Regions from separate parts of the Bombyx mori genome. Here region 1 is linked to region 2. Evidence: chromatin contacts called from public Hi-C data. All regions are on one chromosome and are shown on one strand. The core of a region is the stretch at or near the end of the contact, and the rest is flanking DNA. Distances in the headings are between cores, read along the strand shown.

What was found. Hi-C and Micro-C count contacts between places; a contact is called where the count stands out from the background.
Region 1: a contact with region 2 is called in a Hi-C map of whole pupa, with 1.5 times the contacts expected there. The contact joins two enhancer-like sites. A contact is called at or near these places in 2 of 7 Hi-C or Micro-C datasets (both in whole pupa).

What each region holds. Positions count from the first base shown.
Region 1 is chr22:15,193,946-15,199,998 of ASM3026992v2, reverse strand. The region is part of intron 1 of LOC101737192 (dual specificity testis-specific protein kinase 2); the gene reads right to left. Among protein-coding and RNA genes, the nearest start is that of LOC101746659, 41 kb to the left of the region's middle. Within about 2 kb of position 2,023, at least 7 of the 8 cell types and tissues checked have open chromatin away from gene starts, as enhancers often do.
Region 2 is chr22:15,144,943-15,150,191 of ASM3026992v2, reverse strand. The region is part of intron 1 of LOC101737192 (dual specificity testis-specific protein kinase 2); the gene reads right to left. Among protein-coding and RNA genes, the nearest start is that of LOC101737192, 49 kb to the right of the region's middle. Within about 2 kb of position 1,476, at least 6 of the 8 cell types and tissues checked have open chromatin away from gene starts, as enhancers often do.

The DNA.
Region 1 (6,053 bases), core at 774-3,273, 49 kb before region 2:
GGCTGCGCCACCCTTCAAATCGAAACGCATTACTGCTTCACAGCAGAAATAGGGGGGTGGTGCTACCTACCCGTATGGACTCACAAGAGGTCCTACCACCAGTATACCTATATTAATACGTGAAGGAAAAACTTTGTATACTTTTTCCGAAAATTGCGCGGACGGAGGAATATGAAATTTCCCACACTTATAGAGAATATAGAGAAGGAGTGCAGAATGTTAATATTTTTTTTAATTATGCCTAAAAAATACATTAAATCAATAAAAAAACATTACACACACTACCATGTATTTGACGCACACACGCGTGTATACTATTTGTTTATTTTAAACTTTTCTTTGTAGTCTGTCAGTTAGTCTGTCAAATTGAGAATAGATTAAATATTGTTTTCTCTTTTTGTTTTTTAAGAGTTTATGACCTGGTAACTGAGACCTTTAAGTCATGTCTTATTTTAATATATTCTTAATTTTATGAAAAATGATGTTATGGAGTGAAATGAAATGAAAATGATTAATTTGAGACATTAATCAACTAGGATGAAATTAAATGAGATGATATGAGATGAAATCTAATCTCAGTAAAATGGTGGTAATTTACTAAGATTTTTCAGTGGACTTTTTGGAGGATCCCGAGAAGTTACGTCCAGCGGCTTTGTTTCATTTTCCCACATTTGTGCACTTTCACAGATATTAAACGGTTAATAAACCACCATTATTACACATTTAAACCCGAAGAAACACTAAATAGACAAAATAAAACAAATCACACAACTTCACTCCTCGCGTTCCCGCCAAAAAGTCCTGTTTTCTCTTTATTAATATTTGTCTAAAGTGTAGTTTTGACGAAATCTGTGATTAAAGGAGTATTTAATAGTCTTTGACTGAACATGCATATAAAATTTCATAAAAATCGGTCAAACCGTTTCAGAGGACTATGGTAACTAACATTGTGACACGAGAATTTTATATACAAGATATTTCATAACAAGAAGCTACAGAACCAACAAGTCGCACGCTACGAGAAAAAAAACAGGTTATAAAAATAAAGCTATTATACATGCGCGTACCTCGGCTAAATGCACTGCTGCATCCAGAGCATTAAGCAACCACATAGACGTACGTCAAGATAAGATAAAAATCCGCAATGCGCTTGGCGGCTCATATGAATTATAGTTTGCTAAAAATAATTTTATCAGTGGAAACGCGTAGGGAATACGCATACGCATTATTCAGTTGTCTAGAGAACATAGCTTTTGGCTCGGGCTTCTGTTTTACGTGAGACAATATGGAATGCGATAACTGTCAATCGTTACGTATTTTTAGTTCTCCTTTTGTATACACGTAAGTAATTTGAAGACGTATTCAATAAATGAAAATAAAACAACATTCTCGATTCGAAGGTAAATAAATAAAGACCCTTCAGCTGGTTTATAGTGTGTTGATGTTAAAAGCCAATTTGCATTTCCCGATATTAATGCGGTCTTAAATTTTAGTGTGTACGTTTCTTTCCGAAAACAACGCTGTGAGATAACTTTATTATGAGGTAAATATATTAATGCGTTATCTAATTTACTGGTGGTAGGACCTGTTGTGAGTCCGCGCGGGTAGGTACCACTACCCTGCCTATTTCTGCCGTGAAGCAGTAATGCGTTTCGGTTTGAAGGGTAGGGCAGCCGTTGTAACTATACTCGAGACCTTAGAACTTATATCTCAAGATGGGTGGCGCGTTTACGTTGTAGATGTCTATGGGCTCCAGTGTCCACTTAACACCGGGTGTGCTGTGAGCTCGTCCACCCATCTAAGCAATAAAAAAAAACTTTCAAACGACATTGTACGTGTATCGTAACGTATGCAGAATATTATCATTCCAGAATCCGTGGTCCGCATTATGCAGTTTGTGTGATGAAGTAACGGTCTTGGCCGGCATCCAAACTGCATAAAGCCGAGTAATGCATATCTCTCGCAGTGTTTAATGTGCATTGTGAACGAGAACCAATACGTCTTGTGGTAACAACGGACGGTCTACTTCGATAACGCCGTATCGATTAGAATGCTCGCGATATGAACAGAAACAGCGAACAGTGTGTGCTTAGTGCGAGTTTTTTAACGTTCTCGATAGCGTAAAAGTTAGCTCATATTTGTATGGAATGGGATCGTTTGCGTACGTTTGCCGCTAGGGGCGCTGTTCCAAATTAACTTTTACGCTATCGAGAACGTTAAGAAACTCGCACTAAGCACATTGGACTATATAGTTTTTGTGTTCATTGTACAGCGATTATGAGACTTTTGGATATAGTTTTTTTTTTTTTTAATTATATGTACGGAGACTGGCCAGGCTGGAACGCTCAAGTCGGGCAGCTCGTTGGCTATTTATGACCGTTGTATATAGGTCACTTGTTCCCCCATTAAACGTAAGGAAATATCTCGACATCAAAGTTTAAAAAAACCTAAACCCAAATTTTTTTCATGTGAACATTTCAAATTGTTCTTTAATCAGATTTATCAGAGATATGCGAACATTGCTATGGTTTTTTTTATAAACTAAAATAAGGAGAGGTACATGCAATTCCGTATAAAGGCATTTTTTTAATAAAGCCTTCGATCTATTGTTGATCGAAGAATAAAGCAGCAGCAGCAAGTAAACATAGAATCAGATGTTTTTCACTAAATAAATAAAACTTTAATAAAAATATTGTTTTTTTATTTCAATTTATATATCACGTAAACGTATCAAACATAATCCGCTAAAACAAAAAACGGCTTATGCTTTCTTAAAAGTAGTTAAATGGGTAGGTAGGTAGGTACTACCACCACGCATATCTCTACCGTCAAGCAGTAATGCTTTTCGGTTTGAGGATTGGGGGAGCCTTTGTATTGTAAAAACCGAGACCTTAGAACTCCTATATCAAGGTGGGTCTGGTCTATAGGTTTTGGTAATCACTTAACACCAGACGGGCCTAACGCTCGGCCACCCATCTAAGAAATGAAAAAAGAACAAAAAAATACGTACAAATTATCAAAAAAAAAACTACAAAAATTAAAATAGTCGGTTGAATTAAATTTACAAGTAAATTATAAATTAAACTCTTATGAGGGCTTTAGAGCTATAAGCTTGAAAAGTAACAAGCTCGGTCAGAACATAACAAGGGTACACTCTGACCCTAAGCTCGCAGCGCTTCGTAATACCGTGCACAAATATGGACAATGAGAGATTCTATCTGAGCTTTCGCACGGTCGCGAATCAAAGACGATTTACCGCTGCAATTCCGGACGAGGTTTATTATTACGAATGAATTATGATGAATAGAGACGGACCTAAATCTAATCGCTTAACAATAATGGATGATGCTTTGTTATTGCACACAAAAAATAGTATGGATTGCGGGTGCAATTGTAAGGTAGGTAGGTAGGCAAGTCGCGAGGTTGCGCGGGTTGATGTCATCGTTTGGCTATTTTTTCAATATGAGAAACGGTATAGCAAGTATTGAACGTTAGTGAAAATATACCTAATGTCAATGGATTTAACTTTGCGATATGTATGGGCTCCCATCAAATGTATTTTGACGTCATTGTGGCCTAAAGGATAAGACGTCCGGTGCACTCGTATGTAGCGATGCACCGGTGTTCGAATCCCGCAGGCGGGTACCAATTTTTCTAATGAAATACGTACTCAGCAAATGTTCACGATTGACTTCCACGGTGAAGGAATAACATCGTGTAATAAAAATCAAAACCCGCAAAATTATAACTTGCGTAATCACTGGTGGTAGGACCTCTTAGGAGTCCGCACGGGTAGGTACCACTAACCCGCCTAATTTCCGCCGTGAAGCAGTAATGCGTTTCAGTTCGAAGGGTGGGGTAGCCGTTGTAACTATACTGAGATCTTAGAACTTATATCTCGAGGTGGGTGGCGCATTTACGTTGTAAATGTCTATGGGCTCCAGTAACCACTTAACACCAGGGTGGGCTGTGAGCTCGTCCATCCATCTAAGCAATAAAAAAAAAAATATTTTGCTAACAACAATCTAAGTGTAATAAAGTAAAATAAATATACCCTAAAGTTGAATTTAGCAAATTTTCAGATATGCATGTTCTAATTTGAGACGTATTTGAAACAATGAAACGCGTTTCCATTTATGAAAGAGGCGTGGACATTTTTAGGGCATTAAATGGATAATTCGTGGCGTACCAAATCGAACGGACCCAACGACAGACTTAGATTGTTTCTCAAGGACTCGGATATCCTTGATAAAAAGATAACAATAAAAATATTTGTATATATTTGCAGTCGTTTAACAACGCTACAATTTTCGTAGGTGGGCTACTGTATTCGCATATTTTCTCTTATCAATGACTAGGCATGTATAGGTCTTAGAACACAGAGTTTTTCCCCGTATCTTCTTAGTGGGTCGCAGTTCCGATTCGGTGGTATTTTCTGCGAATCATTGTTCTTGCTAGGGCTAGTATTTAAGGTTCAGCCCGTGAGCTATCTAGCCACCAATCTGGGCGTAGCTGGAAATAGCTCCTTAGGATACCAGCGAACAGGAAAGGGAAAAATATATATGTATATATGTTTAGGTATAATTGCAATGACAAAAGCATGTTCGCTCGTGGTTTCCTTTCGCTGGCTTTGTTTTTGATAGCTCCGATGCTTATTTATAACCATTCGTGTGTTAATGACATTCGTGCGATATGATATCAGAAGAAACAACGACAGTGTATTTCAACAGTAAAAACATTACGCACATTCCGACACGGTCTTTTATGAAATAATGAGAAATTAACTTCGAAGAAGATTTTATTTTAGCACGTTTATTTATTTATTAAAATAATTTTCCGTAAGCAATGAAAGTCGCCACTGCTAAATGTTCATCTACGCTAGTATATATTAGTAGGAGCTCTTGTGAGTCCGCACGGGTAGGTACCACCACCCTGCTTATTTCTGCCGTGAAGCAGTAATGCGTTTCGGTTTGAAGGGTGAGGCAGCCGTTGTAACTATACTGAGACCTTAGAACTCATATCTCAAGGTGGGTGGCGGCATTTACGTGTCTATGGGCTCCAGTAACCACTTAACACCAGGTGGGCTGTGAGCTCGTCCACCCATCTAAGCAATATATATGTAGTCTACAGAAAAAGCTGATTTTGGTTATCCTTTGTAACAATAACAAGGCCAGAGAGCTCAATCAGACATTCTATGTAGATGGTAACTAAAACATAATTTGGCATCAAATTTTCACACACACACACTGAAAATCTTCATATTGTGTACTTTTCTTTCGACACTTACAATGATAATGAACTTCGTTTGAAGCAACGAATCAAAAATCAACTTAGATTAATGAGAGTCACCGCCTCCATTACAAATGAAGTATTGAGAGAACATATTTCCGTCTCACGTTTAAGGCTATTATAAACAATGCCAGTATAAACCCTACAATTCTATGAGCATTCCTTACGGTTTTCTGTCAATCAAATATCGTGTTGTCTTAACTCCAAATAAGATTACGGGCGTAAAGACATGGCCGCACGTAAAAGGGAATGCGGTAATTTGGTTCTGAAGTTGAAGATCCTTATGCGCGGTGCTAGTCGCAAACATGTCTATACCTTATACGGAAGAACGGTCTCCAGACATTGCACGCCTGGATATTTCCCATATTTCACTTAAATTTATGGGATCATCGGTTTTGTTTTGCGAAACCGGATTCTAAGTTTTTAGTACTTTAGCGTAGCAGCATGGGAATAATAAATGTCCTACTACTTACTCCCTTTGTAATAAACCAATATGGCTTCATGGAGTAAACATTGAAGCCACGTTATGTACCAGTGAATAATCGAAGTTATTATTCTTCGTCGTTTGAATGTGAAGAAGGAAGCATCTTTTTTTCCCTACCTAAGCTGATAGCCTTGAGAGACTAAATCAGCGTAGCCCCCCTAGCGTGTAGGTGAGCTCTCGGGGCTCAAACCAGGAGGTGTTACTAACACTGGCCCTAGCAAGAGCAGTACTTCGCAGAATCTACCACCGAATCGGAAACGCGACCCACTGAGAAGATCCG
Region 2 (5,249 bases), core at 227-2,726:
TTGTAAATAAGCTGCTAGCTTTGTGGGAGTCTATGTTATAAAATTCTTTGTAACGCGTCCATATTGACAAAATTTTGTTAAATCAATTGAAAACATATATTTATGAGAGCAGAGCGGGAAGATGCTTATATTGGATCGAGAGTAATTATTTTTCATAATAGTATGGATGCGTTTTTTTGCAGTAGAATATTATAGTTAGATTATAGATAGATTATAGTCTATAATTGTTGCTCTCTCTCTCTTTTTTTCTCCCTAACAATATTATTGTGCAAGAACGAATTACGTTTTCACGGGTCTTCCGAAGATAGTCATGAAAACTCCACCAGATTAATCAGACTACAAATTTTATAACTAAACGAATATATTTAAAAAAAAGACGGTATTTATCAAAATATTCAAATATCAACTAAAACATCTCAGTCGTCCGTGACCAAGAAAACTAAAGAGCATTCGATATATCGGAAACAAACAAATTAATATAGCAAACGCGATATTAAACCGTAGTAGTATCGGACCGATGCATAAACAAAAACGGTTAAAAGATGAATGAGATTCGGCCCTAAATAGAAAAGAAATTTTATGTCTTGCTTAATAATACAATTTTTTTTATTGCCGTATAGGCAGACGAGCATACGACCCACATGATGGTGAATGGTTACCGTCGCTCATGGACGTCAGCAATGCCAGGGGCAGAGCCAAGCCGCTGCCTACCGTTTAAAACTCTCCACAAGCCTCGTTTGAAGAAGGACATGTCATAGCGCTCGGGAAATAACGTGGAGGGGAGCTCATTCCAAAGCCGGATGGTACGTGGCAAAAAAGATCTCTGGAAACGCACTGTGGATGACCGCAGTGGCTCCAGGTAGTATGGATGAACTCTACTCCCGTGGCGGGTGGTGCGATGGTAAAAGCGAGATGTCGATATCATCTCAAACAATTTCTCAGAGCACTCCCCATGGAACATAAATGCAAATTATCAATTATTATGTATTCGTTTCCACAATGCTGTGGGGTTATTTAATTGCGCAAGAGAAAGACGCGTGTCGTGCGCACGCGACTCCGACCGGAAACGATGGTTTTTTTTTATATAAGCCATGGAGACCGTTACAATCGAAATAGTTTTAACGGTCGTGAATAGACTCTTTTTGTCCAAGTTTTTACGCGTAAGCAAGATACATATTAATTTGTTCGGCGCTTATGTTTTTTTTATAAGCTAACTAGCGACCCGCCCTCGCTTCGCTTCGGAAACTGTAATTTATTATTGATTTCTTCACTATTTAATGGATGTTATTATACATATAAACCTTCCTCTTTAATCACTCTATTTATTAAAAGAAACCGCATCAAAATCCGTTGCGTAGTTTTAAAGATTTAAGCATACATAGGGACAGACAGATATAGGGACAGAGAAAGCGACTTTGTTTTATACTGTGTAGTGATAAACGATTGAAGCGTGCCGTTGACGTATAACAACAATACGACTTGTATTGATAACAAATTTGTAAGCAAATGAGCCGGCTTGTCGGTACGTTGTGTACGTTTAGAGCCTCAGCGGTTGTACCGATTTGGATGTGATTATGGAGTTACTTAAATGTATATAAATCAGTTGACAAATCTATACTAATATATAAATCTAGAGTGGTTTTTACGGATGTTCCGTTACAACTACTGAACCATGCCTCCGATTGACTTGAAACTAGGTATCCATGTAGAAAATACACGTACTTAATGGACAGGCTAATATTTATATGAGTGTTGGACTCCCTAGTAATAATGACAATAAATAATAATGTTAATTGTAATTCCCAGAGAAGCGGGCGAGTAAAGCTAGTATAAATAAATATGATGTGATAATAATAATGAATATGATGATAAGTATGATGCGTGGATGACGCATGTTTGCGTGTGTACAACCGTTGGAGCAGTTTTTTGGCAATATTTAAATTTAACTACAATAACTTTCACGATTGGAAATCCTTGAGAAAAAAAAAATTGTGATTGTAGATTCGAATCTGCAACCTCTTGATAGATATCAACACACGTTGGACCACAAACTTTGATACTGCTGTCGTAACAGTTTTAAGGCAATCTTAATGACAGTATCTTTCTGATAGATAATACGACATCAGCCTGTCATCTTCGTCCAAAATATGGCCATTTTAGATGTTCAATATAAGTCGACTAATAATCAAGAATGAGTTTCTTAAGTAATGCAAGATTATGTTTTATGAGAGCACTCCATATGATTGCCGCCTTTAAACTTTTTACATCATAAAAAAATATGGTTAGCTTTAAGGTATTTAAATGTCAGATAAATACGCCAAATTAGGATGATGGAAATCTGTTTTTTTTAAATCGCATCTACAAATCGTAATTCAAACAATGAGAAAACTCGCGATCGTACTCGCGAAAATTGATATGATATGAAATGCCATTTGCACTTAAAGCATTAGAAATACTGGTCTGATCCGTCGAACATAAAACTCATAATGTATGTTAGCCCTTAGCGGTCCTCGGACTAATTGAGACTAAACTACAGGTCCAATACGTGTGGACTCTGGACCTCAAAGGGTTAACATTAACCATGAATACAGTTTCTTGATATTCTCATTGTCCGTTCTCGAAAAACTTTTTCTGTTATTAAAATTATATAGTGACAAATTATGCTTAGGAAACTAGAGAGTCAGTGGTTTACACATACGTAAGTTCGTGTTTGATAGTGGTACATTAATACATGAAGCAAAAACTTTGTATCCCTTTTTACGAAAATTGCGCGGACGGAGGAGTATGAAATTTTCCACACATATAGAGAATATAGAGAAGAAGTGCACAATGTTAATATTTTTTTTAAATAATGCATAAAAGATACATTAGATCAATAAAGAAAACATTACACACACTACATACCATGTATTTGACGCACACACGCATGCATACTATTTATTTGTTGTCAAACTCTTGTTCTTGACGTCTGTGGTCAAATTGAGAATAGATTAAATATTGTTTGTCTTTATTAATATTTTTTATAGTGTAGCCTTAGCGAAATTTGTGATTATAGTATGTGTACAAGCTTACAATTCCAATTAATTATAGTCGAATTTCGACTACTGCGGGACCTCTTGTAGTGGTAAATTCGCTAATCGGGTGCAGTTTTTTTCATATGTCATTGTTTATGTTTCATATGCATACATGTCAATGTTTATATCGCCGCTTGAAAGGGCAACGTGACTAAGCGACAATGCGTAAACTTTACAGTAGACTAATTTAAAGTTGAAATTAATTTAAAATATGCCTGAGAAATACCTGAAAAAAATTATATTTTAACGAATCTAGCTGTAGGATTGAAATGATTTTAATAGATCTGATCTAATAGATCACTGGTGGTAGGACCCCTTGTGAGTCCGCACGGGTAGGTACCACCACCCCGCTTATTTCTGCCGTGAAACAGTAATGCGTTTCGGTTTGAAGGGTGGGGCAGCCGTCGCAACCATACTGAGACCTTAGAACTTATATCTCAAGGTGTGTGGCGCATTTACGTTGTAGATGTCTATGGGTTCCAGTAACCACTTAACACCAGGTGGGCTGTGAGCTCGCCCAACACATCTAGGCAATAAAAAAATAAATAAAAAAGATCTAGAAATGTATTTTTTTTGCGCATCGAATTTGATTATTGCCTATCATTTATGTACAAAGCAGTTATTGTCGCTTAGTCACGTTTGCCTTTCAAGCGTCGATATATATATTTTTATATTGAACCTATTAATGTCACTGTCAGCGTTCATCAGAGACACCTGTTCGTCTGCTAACTTTTAAAATAATTCAATTAATTCCATTCAATTAAATGTGTTTTAGCTATCATGTTCGATTCATTAAAATATACTCACAAGTATTAATTACATATGAACTGTCAAAGATAATAAACGACATTATCGTAACGGGTTATAATTTAGCGGAGTAATTTAGAGACGTGAATACAGCAATTATATTGTCCTGTTGTTTTCTTTATCTAGCAGAATTGGAGCTTGAAGTCAGTGGAACTTAAACGCGTTGCTCGTATGATAAACCAGGTGAACTTTAATCAAAGTTTTATTTTATTTAACAAAAAACACAATTTTAAACTAATCTTGGATTTAAATTTGCGGGATTTGAACAAGCTGCCGGTTACTTAAGATACTGGTGTGTGAACCTTAGCTTATATGAGCTACATTACAATACACTTGTAATGTTCGACTTGTTAGAATTCCGTCAAATAAATCAAATAGTCATGATTTGTGGATAACAACTGCGTTTTTTCAATACGCTTTTATTAGCTTCAGACGTATGTATGTATGTAACGGAATCTTTGAACATGATTTTGAACCCCTTTTTTTTTTTTTTTTCCTACCTATGCTGATAGCCTTGAGAGGCTATTTCTGCTTCACCCTAACGTGTGTAGGTGAGCTCACGGGGCTCAAACCGGAGAGTTGCTAACACTGACCCTAGCAAGAGCAGTGCTTCGCAGAATCTACCACCGGATCGGAAACGCGACCCACTGAGAAGATCCGGCGAGAAACTCAGTGGGCTGTGTCTAGGGGTAAGAACCCCTTCAAAACGTCGGATTAACTTGAAATTTGTTATAATTATTAAGGACCGATAACAATACAACATTTAAAAAAAAAGTTTTTATTTTTTTATTGCGTGTGTGGACGAGCTCACAGCCCACCTGGTGTTGAAAAATTGAAATTCAACAAAAAAATGAAAAATAAATTTTAATAAATTTGTAATAAAAATCGTATACGAAAAATAGATTTTATTGTAAAAAAAAAAAAGCGTGGGGTGCATAGTATCAATTCAAATCCGTTCAGTAGTTTCGGAGCCTATTCAATACAAACCAACAAACAAATCTTTCCTCTTTATAATATTACTAAAGTAATAAAGTATATATTTATGTATATGTATTTATTTAAGTACGAGTATTTGTATCTATAAATATTATGTATGTTATATATACACATATGTTTAAGTAATATCACCTTCACACTACACCTACCAAGCTTCATCTCTGCACTCCCCTAAGGTAGACTGTTAGAGAATGCCTATGACATTAAGTCCGCCTTTATACTTTCCAGTATAAGAAGTTATAAATAAAGTAAAGAGTAAAGATAAAGATACATAGGTACTATTTTTATGGATATCTTTTCGTTCCCTATTATTCATTCGAAGATCGTACGTTGGTATTACGGGGAGGAAATGTTTCGTAAAATAATTACTAT